Regions from separate parts of the Anser cygnoides genome. Here regions 2 and 3 are each linked to region 1. The links are chromatin contacts, called in public Hi-C maps. All regions are on one chromosome and are shown on one strand. Each heading gives the region's core, a stretch centred on a gene start, on an enhancer-like site or on the middle of the called end of the contact. The rest is flanking DNA. Distances are from core to core; before and after follow the strand shown. Region 1 holds the start of RAD50 (RAD50 double strand break repair protein). Region 2 overlaps LOC106032756 (organic cation/carnitine transporter 2-like). Region 3 has its middle 39 kb from the start of IRF1.

Region 1 (5,043 bases), core at 1,622-4,121:
ATATACCTTAAAAAAAACAAACAAACAAACAAATTTCAGATCCTATGGGCAATACAGCAATACTGATGCCTCAGACATTTTCTTTAACACCTACACTACTAGAGAAGACAGTTTCTTATTTAATTTTATTTGATTCCAGTAAAGAGGAAAACCTTGTTGCTGAGAAGATCTCATCAAATTTTTGTTTCAAGGCCTTCCCTTCGCTTAATGGCCAGTTGGAATCTTCTTGGTGGCAGAAAACAACATTGTTGAGCACGGATTTGGAAACACCAAGGGCACTGATCATCTCTCGATCAATTTCTGCACACTTGGAACTGAGACTGACCTTCTCGCCATGCCTATGTAGCACAGATAAAGAAAATCCACAAAGCGGTTACTACAACTTCTTTAAAAACAAACAAAAAACTTATTTAAATCTGTATAAGCACATTCTACTGCATTGGTTACAAAACAGAGTAACAAATTTTTAAGTTTACAATTACCATTTTCATCATGTGGTTTTACAGCAAATGTTTTTAGTCAATGTTGCTACATGTTAAAAAAAAATCTATGCAGAACCACCAGAGGGAGTAAGACTGATCTCGATTAAAGCCAAGTGAATACATTTCTTAAATAGGGGAAACTGGAGATAAATATGGACTGACAATATCCTGAAACTCAAAATGATGTTAAAGGAAATAAAGCTTATGCATTTCATACAACATTACTCTCAAACTAGAGCATCAGTAATACAATTTTCAAATTAATGTAAGTCAATTGATACACATAGTTCTTAATATAGTGGCTATCAAATGTTAGTATTTTTGAATCAACTAACAGATCGAGCGATGGGACTCCAGACCTTCCATCTAAAAACACAGACGGGAACTTCAGAGAGCACGTTATGAATTTTTCTCATCTTATACATAAAATATACAGAACCCGAACTGATCTTCACATTACAGAAGGAAAAAAAAAATTCAACTTACTTTGTTCTAGTAATGACCCCTTCAAGTGTTTTAAATTCTGTTTTCTTGTTTTTCTGGGTACAAACCATGGATCGTTGGACAGCTAAAAGCTCTCCATTAACATCTCGAAACTGTAATCGAATCTGAGCTCTAACATCAGTTTCATGGGCAACCTTCAGTACAAACGACAACAACGAAACAAGTATGAGAAATTCTTCTCAACACCCAAATGAATACATGACTTCCCAGATGTGGAGCGTTCCAGTCCCCCCAGCTCTCTGTTTTTCCTGAGACAGTATGGTCAGCTCACATCTGCCTAATACTTGAGCATCCCTGTTTTCATCACAACCCTGCGTGAAGTTAAGTATTTCACTGAGAAGTAAACGTGCACTGAATCTAACCACTGTGGCTTTTACCTTTGGATCGTGAACAAATGAATTTCCTTTGGTGCCAGGGGGAAAATCGCCAGTAGATACATATTTAAGGCACTCAATGATAGTCTAAGAAAACAAAAACAAGTATACAGTTAGAATGACAATTTAGAATAACCAAGGAAAACTAAAGACAAAACACAGTAACAGCCCAAACATTTACAAATAAGATAAACATGAGGGGAGAGAGAAATAAGAAATGACATTTTATTTTCCAGTACCAGGAGAACATGGTACTTTGCAAAAACAGTTTTAGTCAGCACCTTGATCAATTTCCTATGAAAAACACCAAGTAGTGCACTGCAAAGCCTAGGACAATAAGTAGATCTCTAATAAACGTAAGCCAATGCAAGATTTACAGTAAACAGCAAGGTTTTTCTAATATTCGTACCTTGCTGTTGAAATCATTCTTTGTATTTTCAAGGTTTTCAGAGTTATTTGGCGCACAAAAACAATCATGTAAGTCTTACCGTTTTTCCCGCACCATTTGGTCCCACCAAAATAGTCATTGGATTAAGGAAAGTGATAATCTGTTTGTCTTTATCCTCTATGCCAAAACTCCTCACCCCGAGGATACTCATTTTCTCAATCCTTGCCATTTCTGCAGAATTCCTTCTCTTCCGCAGTCAGAAACGCAAACGCCACAAACCCTGTAAAACAAAGCTCTGTGAAAACTGGAGATGGCACGGCCTCCGCGTATCCCTGAAAGGCGACAACGCGGTTATTTAAGTGTGTGTATGGTCAGAAGCAGGGCTAAGGTTCTCCAGTTGCGGCCCAAGGCACAGAACGAGGGAAAGCAAAACCCTCGTAGCGCTGAGAAGCCCGACTCAAAGCTAAGGGCCGCTTATCAGCCGTTCAAAAATAACAACAAAAAAGGCCTTTAAGCACCTGTGAGAGAAAACGCTTCATGACATCGCCCCTTGTTATACAGGTTTTATTTATCGCTACTTTCCCCTGGCCCCGTTTCTCAAGGTGTCACGGCCGCAGGCGACACCCAACGCCAGCCCTGTCCCCGACATGAGGAAAAACCCGGCGGCAGCGGCTCAGGGGCGCCGCCGGCTGGAAGCAGCCGCGGTGCTGCCGGTGCGAACGAACGGGGCCCGGCCCCACGGCCCCGCCTGCACCTCACACGCGTGCTCGGGTCCCCCCCCCCCCCCGGGGACCCTCAGCGGGGCCCGTCCCGGCCGTGCCATGCGGCGGCCCCGGGCGCGGAGCGGGCGTTTCCCGCAGGAAGCCCGCGGCCGGCCCTGAGGCGGGCAGCCGGAGTTTCCCGCCCCGAGCGCGGCGCTGCGGCGGGGGCGGACATTTTCCGGCGGCCCTTCCCTTCCCCGGCCGAGGGGCGGCCAGGCGATGCCTCCCCCCCCTACCCCTCAGCCCCGGTCACCTCCGCTCCCGGTGCCAGCCCCGGCAGCCCCCGCGGTCGCCCCCGCTCCGCCCCGGCACTGGCGGCCCCGCCCGGCCGGGCCCGGCTCGCTACCGCCCCCCCGCGCCGTGGGGCCGGGCTGTCGGCGGCTGCTGGGCCGGGCCTCCCCCTGTCCCTCGCCCTTCCTCGGTTCCGACCCCGGCCTCCGGGGGGCGAAGGGGGAAGGTGGAGGCCTGAGGGGGCCCCGCGGCCCCGCACCGCTGCCCCAGCCCCGTCACCCCACAGAGGTCTTTGAGGGGTCTCCCAGCGGCACGCAGCGACCCCCCCCCCTCCCGTTGAGGGGCCGTTTGCACTTTTAAGACAGCTAACAATTCTAACATAGTCACTTTGGAGTTATTTCGTAGTGTTTCCAGCCTTCTGCTCAGAGCCCTGCAGCGCTGTGCGTGGCGGCACAAAGTTGTGGCCAAGTCCAAGGCCGGCCCGTGCTCTGCTGGACCCCAGCTCCAGCGTTACGAGAGGAACGCTGCCTTCAAAATTAAAAAACCCTTCGAAATTAAGAGAGCCAAGTGACAGTCTTCTCACAGAAACCTCCATATCCGCTCAGCAGTCCGGCTCGGCGCTTCAGGCTCAGGCCGGGCGGAGGAAAACCACATTTTTGCTGCTGGGTTTGATGTCCACTCACTCCGCCCGTTACGCACTGTGGAATCAAAACCAGCATGGGATAAATGATCAGAGCGCGGAAAGGTGGCTCGGCATCATCAGGGCTGAGGCAGAGCACAGGTGCACACTGCAGCCATAGCGGGCGCATTAGTAATTGTGCATGCTAGAGAGTATTTCCAGTGGTAGCATGAGTACCCGGGGCTGTGGGTGAGCGGTGGTTCACCATGACGCTGGTGGTAATGCAAGCATGATGCATCCCTCTCTCACAGCAGCAGATGAGAGTCAGGAAATGGTTTTCGAGTCTTTATTATACAAACTGGTAATTCACCGTGCTTAGTAGGAAATCTAGAATACTAACTGCAAAAATTCCACATCAATCTCTTTGTGCTTTGTGCAGGAAAAGGATGAAGTGTAGTCATCTGTCTTTCTGTAGGATTACTCTGTTTAAGTTCAGTTTGGGGGAAACTTTCATTGAAATCCCTATAAAGACTCTAACCAGGGAAAGAATGATTAACTAAGTAGCATGAGATGGTTTTGAAGCTCATGTCTCATCTAGGTCCGGAGATGTGTTGAGCATACAGACAAGTGCTATTAGAGCCAATTAAATGTGTGAGGACCCTCTGCTGTGACCCCACAAAAACGGCTTCCCTTGCCCAGGGCAACGCTTGCTTGCAAGGTACTAACCCTCATACTTCAGCTTTCCACTTTACAAATTCAGTACAGATCAATTCAAATACCATTATGACGCATGGATTATCAAACTCAGACAGATGGTCTCTCATTAAGTAGAAAAGTTTTAATTGTAGGAATATAATACTTTTTTCCACACTTTACAGCTATAGTCTATAAAAATTGTTGGAAATAGAATACAAACAATTTGTAAAGAAACTGTATTGCCTCCATTACCAATCCAACTTTTTTTTTTTGGTCTTGTGGACTGACTGTTGTCTTGTGCAGAGATGAATTTTGAGTTATCAAAATGTGAAAATAAATTGCAGCAGCTTCTTTACATTAAGTGAAGAAAATCTTCCATTGTTCCACGGAGAGCTCAATGGCAGCTGAGCAAAAGCAACTTCGTGCTACCAGGTGACAAATTCCAGCAATATATATTGAATATGGAATAGCAATAGAATAGCAGTAAAAACAAAACAAAACAAAGCCAAAGAGAAACTCATTTTCCTAATTAAATTATAGAACAAGTAGAAAAAAATGAGAAATGTCTCCTATATGCAACCAAAGGGAGATTGTAAAATAATGTAGTTGAAGTTCCATGCAGTCATCCGCCACTAAGTATGTTTTATTAGCTTATAGTCACGGTGTTAAGTCCGAAATGTTGGTTTTTGGTATTTTTTTTTAATTTTTAGAAAAAATAGAGGAAGAAATGAAACCAGACGATGCCTATAGCGAGGGTGCATGTTGTAGGTTGTTTAATATAGGTCCTGTTCTCAAAAGCAAAATAAGTAGTTAGGAAATCCACAGAAAATAGTGCAACTGGAACTGTTAAACTGAGAAACAGCGTATAATATGCATGTCCATTATTGGATATAATGACAGAAAGTGCACTGCAAGAGCGGATGTTTCTACTGGCGTTCACTAGGATGAGGAAGTAGAAGTTCAAATCACTATAAAATGTGTAATTTAT
Region 2 (5,043 bases), core at 1,516-4,015, 86 kb after region 1:
GATCAAGTCTGAAAGAACACAGCTTATTTAGCCTAAGGGCCAGAAGACTGAGGGAGTCTTAAAAGAGCAAGAATGGTTTTCAAAGACCAGCAAAAAAGTGATAAACTGTCTACCCCTACCACAGAGGAGGCAAGAAATAAGATTAAACTGCAGCAGGATAAATTTAGTAAATGACTCCTCATGCTGGACCTAACAGTAATGTATTTAAATTGAGACAAACTGCTGAGGAGCTGAAGAGTCCCATCATTATTTATCCTGGTTTTGAAATCGCCTTGTAAGAATACAAGCAAAAAGACAACGCATCACTTCTCCCTTCCCCATGAAATTTTTCAGCTCTTCAAGATAAAACCATTTCCATGTAAACAGTGCAAAGACATTCTTCCATGAAGCACGCTAACAAGTTTTGTGCTTGATACAATTACACAAGAGGAAAGATTTTTTTTTTAATTTAGAACTTTAATTTAGACGTCTAAACAATGAGTAACAGGGGAGAGATATTTTAAAATATGTAAAAGGTGATATGAGAGCACAACTTGCATTGATTAAAACAACAAATTCTGATAAAGCAACACTATACGGCTGAAGAACAACTGTTTTTTCTACATGTGATAATTTATCATCACAAAAGATGGTATATTTTCAGGGTTTGTCAAAGTACTTGCTTAATTTTATTTTATTTTTTTAAATGGTCTCACAGCAAGAATGTGAGCAAGACTTTGGTCTGACAATCTTCTAGATTCTTATGTTAGGTGATTTTATATCTATCTGAATCTGCAAGCCTACTAACTATTAGAAACCTACCCAAGAAAGAAACAAGCATCCACCTTACCAGCTCAAAATTATAAAATGAAAAAAAAAAAAAAACTATCGCTGAAATATTTTTAATTCTGACACTTGTTGAAATGCAAGCTGTCAAGACAGCTCACAACATTTAAGCAACAACTTCTCTCTTCACAACTAGAAGAATCACTCTTACCTGATAGACCGCTACTACGTGCAAGCACAAAAAATTATATACAAAGATTACTTCCTCCTGTGATTTTCCAAGACTCGAGAAAGTCAAATTACACTTAAAAATGTTTAAAGACTGAATGTCTTTGGTTAGCACCGCATACTCCATAGTGTGTGCAAATGATTACAGATAAAAGGAAGTAAGATTGTAGCCTCAAAATAGTGCACTCGCTACTTCAAGCTTTTCTCAACTCTCTCTCTGCCTGGTCTAATTTAACACCCAGTACTCTGTACTAGTTCAGCTTGCAACATTTTTTCCCCTAAATCATCAGGCCTTCCAGTAGAAGAGCTGGATACATTCCAGGACACAACACACAATGAGGAGACAAAAGCAACCACTAGTTCAACTTAATTCCTCATCAGCATCTCCTCCATATTCAGGTAGGTGATCTTTTGGCAAGTTAATTGCTGGAGACTGATTTGGAGCCCTTAAGGTCTTGTCCCTCGATACAAAATATAAATTATTTCCTCCGTATCTTGTAAACCATCTTGTATCTGAGCTAATGCCAACAAGAAGTTTATGCAACTTCTGCATCAGGTCAAAATTATTTCCGAGCGCTATTCTGCTCTGAAGATCTGGAGGATAAAACAGTAGCCTGCTGCTCGTGCACTCCAAACGTCAGTGTATTTGCCTTTGGAAATCTTCGTTTTTTTATTCTATTAAAAGCACGAAGTTCTATTAAAGGCTTAACGTTTGACCGTTTCCCTTCTTCCTGAGCACAAGGCTCCCACCGCACAGGCTGCGGGCAGCTTTACAGCTCGGCCCTTTCTCATCCACCACATGACCCTCCTGAAGTGCTCTCCAGTTTTGCCACTCTTGGTTGCCAAGAAACCAACAAACAGGAAACAAAAAAAAGGGAGGAAAAAACAAACAAACCACAAAACAAAACCAGGAACACTGCAAAATTTAAACAGTCGATGAGAAACAGGGCCCAGCCTTTTAGCAGCTGTGTAAGCAGACAATACAATCCCCTAACGCAACAGCACAAGAAGCTACAGCAAGGGCAGGGAGAGCAAAGTGATGGGCTGTAAGTAAAACTATCACCCAAACATTTTCATTCCCCTCGTATTGGATAATCCAACCAACCGGGCTCTATTTATGCTCTGCAGACTGTTTGGGGATAGTCCCCTCCTGGACCCTAACTGTTTTGAAACCTCGGAGCCCGAACGCTGCGGGTGCTGCACCGGATTGAGGAACACTTCAGACAGGAGCCCCGGGCGCTGCTCCATCCAGACTGCTCATTCCAACTGTATGGGGCCCCACAGCGAGCCCAGATTTCTGAGAATCGTGCTGCAATGTAAACATGTTTCCTAAAAACTGGGGGGAAGATGCCAGCCTTCTGCTCTACAGCTCTTCAGCAAGCAAATGAGAGAACAGGGTAAACAGGCCACTGAGGAAGAACAGCTTTGCACAGATCTTGTCACAGCATTACTTTTACTTTAAAAAAAAATGGACAGAAGTTCTGCAGTTAAACAATTAATCTAGCTCATTTGCCTTTTAAACAGCACTTGAACAGCACTTCTGAAAGTTGATGTGCTTTGGTTTAATCTCTTTGGCCATAAATAAGCACTGTGTAAATATGCAGTGCAGCCCTCCCTGCTGCGGCAGCCAGCAGCTCCCCCTTGTCCAGTGTTCCCCAGGATCACCATTTCCTGGTCTTGCCCCTCCCTTCTGCTGCTTCTTCATCCAGCCCCATTCAGAGATAGGGAACAGATTAATTTTTCTTCTTACGAATGGGAGATGGAGGCATTCCAGACGCAGTGACCTTAAGCCAGTGTTGGAGTCAGAGCTCGTTTTCTGTTCTCTTGCCACAGTGCTGGCAGGGGGTAAGTTTTTATCCCTACAGCATGAGAAAGAATGTGGGCGGGAGGAAAAAAAAAAAAAAAAAAGGGTGTTCTAATGAAAGTCCAGTGAAAGAGCCATCAACAGACGTCCACGCTTTCCTGGCATTCTCAGTCTGTTCCAGGGAGACCAGGATGGCTCTCCTACTATCTACAAATCAGTCTAGATAAACAGGTTTGCCTGTACCTCAGCCACCTTCCAGCCAAATTAAGCTTTTTCAATCTCAATAGCAACACATTTGAGTTTAATGGCTAACCATTTTGCTCAGCCTGGTTGAGAGGCCTTGTAAAGTGAAGTGAATATACAAAGGTAGTGACAATCAAATTTCCTATCAACAGCTACACGATGTCTAGTGTCAATAAGAACACAATTGAGCAACCATGCCCAGACAGACTCTAGAGATCTACACATTCCCCTGGATTATGCAAACGATTTGTCTGTCTGATGTGTGAATGAACGCGGAGCTGATTACACAGCTTAAGGTCACCAACTGCTCAGACAAAGGGGAGATAACTAGAGGAAACAAGAACAGCTTTGCAGAAATGGAGTAGTTAGCAGTATATCTTTTCTTCCTCATCCACTCTAAAGAGGTTCAACTTTTGATCTCCTCAATATGGAGTGAAAATTGAACTAGAAGAACAGTAATCCAGTACCACTGGCCAGGATCAGTTTTATATTAGACTCTAAGCAAGCATAAAATCTGTTCAGAGCATAATTACTATCTACAGCCAATCACTAGGAAACATATTTCTGTCCAAAGAGGTCTGTGTCTAGAGGAAAACAAAGGCTAAGAGACTAGGAGATTAAGTGTTCTCTGTTGGGTCCCAAGACATACTCCTCAACATGGCCAGGTCCCAGAGGCTTGAAAGATCAGAATCAAGTCATTTGTCAGCTGCGTGGGCTAAGAAAGCCCACCAAACTCCGAGTCACTGGGATAAACTAGACTCCCTGCTAATTTGCTGACTTCATATGGGATATAGTCAGATAACAAAACAATAGGTAAATCAAATGCATTACCTCCCCTCAAAACTATGGCTTAAATCGAAAAGACAGCTGTTAACTGGATCAAAAAAATGTTTGCATTAGAATGTTGCATGGGATTGGGACAGCAAGGGCTTTGCAAATCTTAAAGAAGCACGGAAAGGGTATTATGCTTTAAGGCGTTTCAAGAAAAGGATGAACTTCTACCCATTTGAGAAATACATAATACACTGCAGGCATAACTCAATTCATGTGTTTGGAAATTAACTGCTTTCCGTAATCATTAATAGGTCTAGCAAACAACTTGACTGCTAAATGAATCTTACCTCACTAGGATCAAGTATTACATCTGGGGGTGTAATACCATTAATTTTTGCAGCCTTTCGGAGTATGTCTTCTGCCTCTTGAAATCGTCCCTGAGAGATTAGCCACCGTGGAGATTCTGGAATGACCCTGTAAGAAATGTTCATAATAATGTGTCAGCATTTCCACAGAATGCACTGCTGCAGAGACCAACACATATTGTTCCAGGCACAAAGAGCTCAAAACTTTCCATACCTTGCAGAACTTAGAGCAAAGACAATAGAAATCAGATTTACAAGAGCAGACTAGCAGGCTGAACAAGAACAGATTAAAATGAGTTCATGGATTTTAAAAAAATACTAAGGAGCTGAAGCATGATTCAGAAAAGAAAGGAAGAGCAACTAAAACCTTCCAAGTATGGGGAAAATGGTTTAATTAAAGAAATTCAGAAATGCGAACACATAAGCAGCATTCTGTACATTAAGAGGTATATGCTTAGTGACTAACGCCTATAAAATCAGTTCTTGACTTGCCCGTTTGTGACACTGTTTACAGAAAGTGGAATCTGCATGAGTCATTCAGCTTCATAAGAGAAGCTAGATGGAATCAGACACACTGTGTAAGTGAAGAAACACCACCACCATGTGGACTACTTAAACCTTACATGTCACATCACAAAGGTAGTATTTCACCAACCGTGGATGAAAATATTGAAGTCTCACAGGTTTTACAGCTCGTCATATCTGTATCACCATACCATTGCCCAGCTTCCCAAAATAACTGTTTTTCTTGCTGCTCTTAGCCCAGGCCTACTCCTAAAGTTCACTGATTTTGGCTGATGCAGGAGGACGAGTTTTTGCCCTTTTTTCCCCTCCCTCCTTTCAATATGGAATCACTTCATTTTC
Region 3 (5,043 bases), core at 1,339-3,838, 68 kb after region 1:
CCACCCGCTGGGGGAGCGGTAGGGAGCGAGCTGGGGTACAGAGAACACAACCCAGTGTCCCCACGCGTCCAAGAGCAGGGCTTGGCCACCCCTTTCCTCCTCCCGTGCAGTTTAGGGTGAGCCTGGCTCAGATTAAAGCTGGTTGTTTTAGGCTCCCTTTAAGGTCAAGAAAGGCTTAGCCAATTTTATGCAGAACAACCCCTATCCCCTCCCATGACCTTGCCTCGTTTCTGCTCCCCACTCCTGCAGCCGGTGGCCGTGCGGCTTCCCCGGTTGCGTCCTGGTCCTGCGGCTGGGCAGCACCAAGCCCCTCAGCACCACGCGTGGCCCCAAGGGCTCTGCTCCGAGCTCCTGCTCCTCTGGGCTGCTCGGGCAGACCCCAAGAAATGCTCAGCAGGGATACTGGGTGCAAGGAATTTTGCTGGCTCGCATAGTGCTGGTGGAACTGACGATGCTCCAAACACTCCAGCTCTGCTGGTGCTCCAGCAGCTAACTTCTCAGATAAACATTTCTGCTTTGAGAGGTTTTTTTTTTAGTAAGCCATTCATTGTTACATATAAAAATCTACACGGCTTTCCCCTTGGTGCTAAAAGCGGAAACAGCACGTTTCATTTTGGGGTTGTATTAGCACGAATGCTGGAGTATTTGCTTTGCAGCAGCACGTTAATCACAGAAGCAGCCTGGCCTGTGGCTTGTGTGCAGAGCAGAAAGAAGAAGATAAGACGAGCATCTGCGCCGGGGGCTCCAGCATCGGGACACTTTGGGCTCTGAGACCAAGGCAGCCCCCCTTGGTCTCCCCAGCCCCCAGTGCCACATCCCCCTGGTGCCCCTTTGCCTCTGCCCCCAGCCATGCAGAGCACGCTCCTAAAAGCGCCGATGAAACGGCTGTTATTGCACAAACGCTGTGAGAGCACCACGGAGGGCAGCGAGGCAGGGCTTGTTCCCAGAGGAGGGCAGCTCGGGGGGAGCTGCAGCCTCCAGGATTCCCCATTTGGCTGACGCCTGCTCTGGGCACAGCGCGGAGCCGCCAGCCCCTCTGCAGCACAGACTGGTGCTGGTTTCCAGGGCCCAATAACCTGAGCAAGAGCTCGTGGGCCAAACTCACCCAGCGTTTAGTTCTGACAAAGCCCGTGCAGTTTTCCCAGTGATGAATTTGCAGCTTTAGCTCCAGAATCGCAATGGGCTCAAGCAATGTTTTGGTGCCGGGGCACACGAGTGCTCTGCCTGAAAACCAACATGCCCGAGGCTCTGTGAACATTGAAATCCCCAAACTCGCATAATCACAAGACACCCCAGTAACACGAATACATCTCCATTGTACTGTGTCTCCTTCCAGCACGAGACGAAGAGTGCCCACTCGCTATTCTGTTTCTCAGCATTATTCAAGTGGCAGCCCTAAGCCTGGCACTCTCCAAGTGCACTTAAAATCCTGCTCTGAAGACAAAACTTATCTCAGCAGCTCCTCTGAGCTACTCCGTACCAGAACACTTATTGTGCAGCCCAGAGCTTGCTTCAAAGTCTTGTTTCTTGAGCCGAGGCAAAGAATAGTGGAAATTGTGCTGCTTTTTTAGCGCCCATCCTAATTTTCCCTTAATTTTCAGATGGCATCAGCAAGCACTTTGTATACCCAAACCTCAGCGCTCTGCGAGCTCTGGTGCTGCTCCAGGCACTCCTGCAGAGCATCCCTGCCCCTGCCAGCACCGTTAGAGGTGCTGTGCCCCGCAGCCGAGCTCCCACGGCTCTGCCCCACCACAGCACGAGGGGCTCTCAGGGCTGCTCCACCTCGCTGCCGCCTGGCTCCTGCATGTGGCCACCTCCTGGCTCCTGCATGTGGCCACCTCCTGGCTCCGGCCTTTTGGGCGCGAACCTGCGCCCAGCACGCACCCTCACAAACCCTAATAAGCAGATGCAGCCGCATGGCCTGAGTGACACAGGTGAATATTCGCCGAATACAGACCGCCTTTCCCAAACACGCTCTTGGCTGTTTGCTGGATGGGGTTTTTCTTCCCGGCTGCAGCGTCCATTTCTGCACGCTCCTGATGCGCCCTGCGCCGCGGGAGCAGAAGTTTTGCTCTCCTCCTGCTCACCTACACCTGCACAGCCCAGGGGGTGGAGGGCTCTGTTCCCAAAGGGAGAGCGGGCAGAGATCACGGCTCTTTCCAGAGAAACAAGCTGAATTTCATCTGCCAAAGGTAAGGGTAAAGCTCCGGGCTTTCAGCTCTGGCAACACCAGCCTCTGGGGGACCCTGTTTGCACCCCAGCGGTGTTTACCAGAGCCACAAATAATGCTTGACCTGACGCAGAACAGAGGGAAATTTAGCTTTTGGTTCATTATAGTCTGTTTAAATCAACTTATATTCAGGCAGCAGATCTTTTCAGAATCTGCTCTCCCTTCCCGAACTGGAAGCTAACTCCTTGGGTTCGGGGCTAATTCCAGAGCAGAGGGCGGCCGGGGGGGGCTGCGCTGCTCCCAGGAGAGGCCACCAGAGCCGGGCCGGTCCCCGAGCCAGCCGCCTCGCCCCCCCCCTTGGCCGAAGTCCCGCACCAAGCACAGCGACAAGAACCAAGCTGAGGCAGGCGGCCAGGGAGGAAAACCTCCAGCTCGAGCCCCCAGGGCTGGCAGCGTTATAACCCCCCCGGGAAGCCGAGAGCGGGGGCCTGCAGGGGCACGGGGCGGCTGGGCTGGGCTGGGGGGGCTGCGGGGGGCTGCAGCCGGGGGCTGCCCCGGCCCCGCCGCTGGTTCTCCCACCCCCGCCGTTATTTCCCCACCCCGCCGTTACTCCTCCCGACCCCGCCGCTATTTCCCCCACCCTCTCCCCCTGCCCTCCTGGAGAGGCGGCTGCCGGGGGGGGGGGGGGGCAGGCGCTGCGGACCCCTGGTGCTGCCGCCCGCTCCCCGCAGCCCTCCCGGAGCCCCCCCGGCCTCCTCCCCAGTCCCCCCCCAGCATCCTCCCAGTCCCCCCCGCCTCCCCCCCCAACCCCGGGCCGGCGAGAGGCGCCCCCTTACCTGCGGCCCCCCGGCGGGGATGCTCGGGGCGCTGCGGGTGGTGCCCGTGGGTCCCGCTCCGCAGTGCCCCGCGCTGCGCTTTCGCTTTCCCTTCGCCTTTCGCTTTCCCTTTGCCTCGCTGCCGGCCCCGATCCCTCCCGGGCCGCGGAGGAGGAGCGGCCCCGGCTGCCGCCCCCCCCCCCCGAGCCCCCGGGCAGGGGCAGCCCCGAGCCGCTCTGCGCCCCCCCCCTCAGGGCGAGCCGGCTTCTTCCCAGCCTCCCGGAGCCTGGCCGGGCCCCGCAGCACAGGGGGCAGAGCCCTCGGATCCCCCCCCCCGAGCAGACTCGGGGCCGTGCTGGGACGTGGGGAGGCAGCGGGATGCGGGGGGGGGACAGCCCGGGGGGGGGGGGACAGCCCCGAGCAGCCCCTCCGTAAGGGGCGGATGCATGACCTCGGGTGGTTTGGGAAACGCTGTGGGAGCCACGAGATTTCTGATGGCTAAGGACAGGTAAGGGATAAGTCAAAAAGCAACTCGGTTCACGCCACGGTCAAAGAACCAGCCAGCTGCTCCCGGTTCGGACGCCTCGGGAGCCTCACCTCACCTGGGAGCCGAGCAGCCGGAGCTTCCCCACGCCGACAGCCGCGGCCAGGGGCAGGGGAGCCGGGCTGGGGCTTTGCACAGGCACCGGCACGGCCCCGCTCCTCCTCGGCGGTTCCGCTGCAGCCCTCCGCACGCCCCTGCTATGGAGCGTTGACGACTGCAAGCTGTAAAGCTCTTTTCTTTAGGATTTTAATCGGTTACCTGCTGTTCTTGGGAATTTCCTTCTGACCACTCTTACTACACGCCTTGGTAACGTTAGTTTAGGAGCTAGCAGCAGGTGCAGTTGAACCGCCTGGTTTCTCAGGAGGCAGGCAAAGAGGCGAGTGATGGAGGTTAAGGTAAGGTTTGGAGGTAAGGTCTGGTAGAATAAGAGGCCAAAGGCGTACGGTGTGAGTAGGGCAGAAAAACCACCTCCCTACAGCTGTGGATGCCCTTTTCTACAACCCACACTGGCTCAGAAGAACGCATTCCCCATTTTTGTTTGGTTTTTGTTTTCCTCTCGGAAGCACTCATTTCTGGAGACGTTTCCAGGACGCTACTCACACAGCGTTACCCCAGATCTAAGCAACGAGGCAATGCCCCCGCACACAGGCTGGTAGAGGGAGGCACCAAGGGTTTTACTTTCCTAAGGTTTTTGTTTGTTTGTTTTGAGCTGGAGAGGAGCACCGAGGGGAGGGCCTGGGGCTGGAGCCCAGGGAGACAAATGGGGTTTGCACAAGTGCTGCTGGGCTGCTCTGGAAGAACTGCCATGAACCGCTGCTGTTCAGAGGCACGCTGTAACCCGTTACAGCGAGCGATACATCAGCCAGGCTATTAACAATGAAACTTCACACTAACATCCGGGAGGAAGTGTTTCAAAGGGCTTCTAGGATTAATGATCTGTAGTCAGCTTAAATAAGGGAAGACGGCTGGTACGCGGTTTAGGACACTAGCTTGCTCTCCTCTAACATTTCGCTGGGTTGCAGAATCAAGATCCATATTCCACCAGTGGAAAAACCAAGCCCTGGGAAGCGACTTCCCATTGTCTAAGTACCAGTTTTATTTTTATATATATAATAACTGAGTTATCAGTTATCTAAATCATATTTGAAATTCGGGCCATGGGATCCAGACTCCCCCACTGTTCCTTAGGCTGCTTGTTGCCTCGTGTGATGCAGGGTTGGGTTTAATTCAGGTACTTGCCCTTTGTGAAATTTCAGATGCAGACAACCCAGTGCCTGTCCTGGCTGCCAGAAGATCCCCTGAGTGACCACTGTGCGCGTGGCTCAGGATTCTGCACCTACACGGGACTATTTTAACTTTTCTCCTTTACAAAACTTACGGAAACATAGCGACAGCTCAGGAAGCGTCATTTAGATGGATGGATGAAAAGACAGGAACGTGTGTGCATTTCATGATGTATTTATAAACTCCTCCAGATACTGGAGGCCTGGTTCTGGACCTTCAGATACACGCAA

The links. A called contact is a pair of places that touch in the nucleus more often than the background predicts.
Region 2: a contact with region 1 is called in a Hi-C map of granulosa cells, with 1.7 times the contacts expected there. The contact joins the enhancer-like site here to the promoter of RAD50 in region 1. A contact is called at or near these places in 2 of 7 Hi-C or Micro-C datasets (blood and granulosa cells).
Region 3: a contact with region 1 is called in a Hi-C map of liver, with 3 times the contacts expected there. The contact joins the enhancer-like site here to the promoter of RAD50 in region 1. A contact is called at or near these places in 3 of 7 Hi-C or Micro-C datasets (blood and liver).

Annotation. Positions count from the first base shown.
Region 1 is chr14:1,804,926-1,809,968 of Taihu_goose_T2T_genome, forward strand. It overlaps RAD50 (RAD50 double strand break repair protein), which reads right to left and starts at 2,872. Exons shown (of 26, transcript XM_067005556.1): 1 at 2,763-2,872; 2 at 1,849-2,028; 3 at 1,364-1,447; 4 at 969-1,120; 5 at 153-338; 6 at 1-6. The coding sequence starts at 1,977.
Region 2 is chr14:1,891,401-1,896,443 of Taihu_goose_T2T_genome, forward strand. LOC106032756 (organic cation/carnitine transporter 2-like) reads right to left here. Exons shown (of 11, transcript XR_007160720.2): 5 at 4,162-4,288. Among named protein-coding and RNA genes, the nearest start is that of SLC22A4, 38 kb to the right of the region's middle. Within about 2 kb of position 2,766, at least 1 of the 3 cell types and tissues checked has open chromatin away from gene starts, as enhancers often do.
Region 3 is chr14:1,873,638-1,878,680 of Taihu_goose_T2T_genome, forward strand. No RefSeq gene overlaps it. Among named protein-coding and RNA genes, the nearest start is that of IRF1, 39 kb to the left of the region's middle. Within about 2 kb of position 2,589, at least 1 of the 3 cell types and tissues checked has open chromatin away from gene starts, as enhancers often do. A contact at or near this core is called in liver, where this site is marked.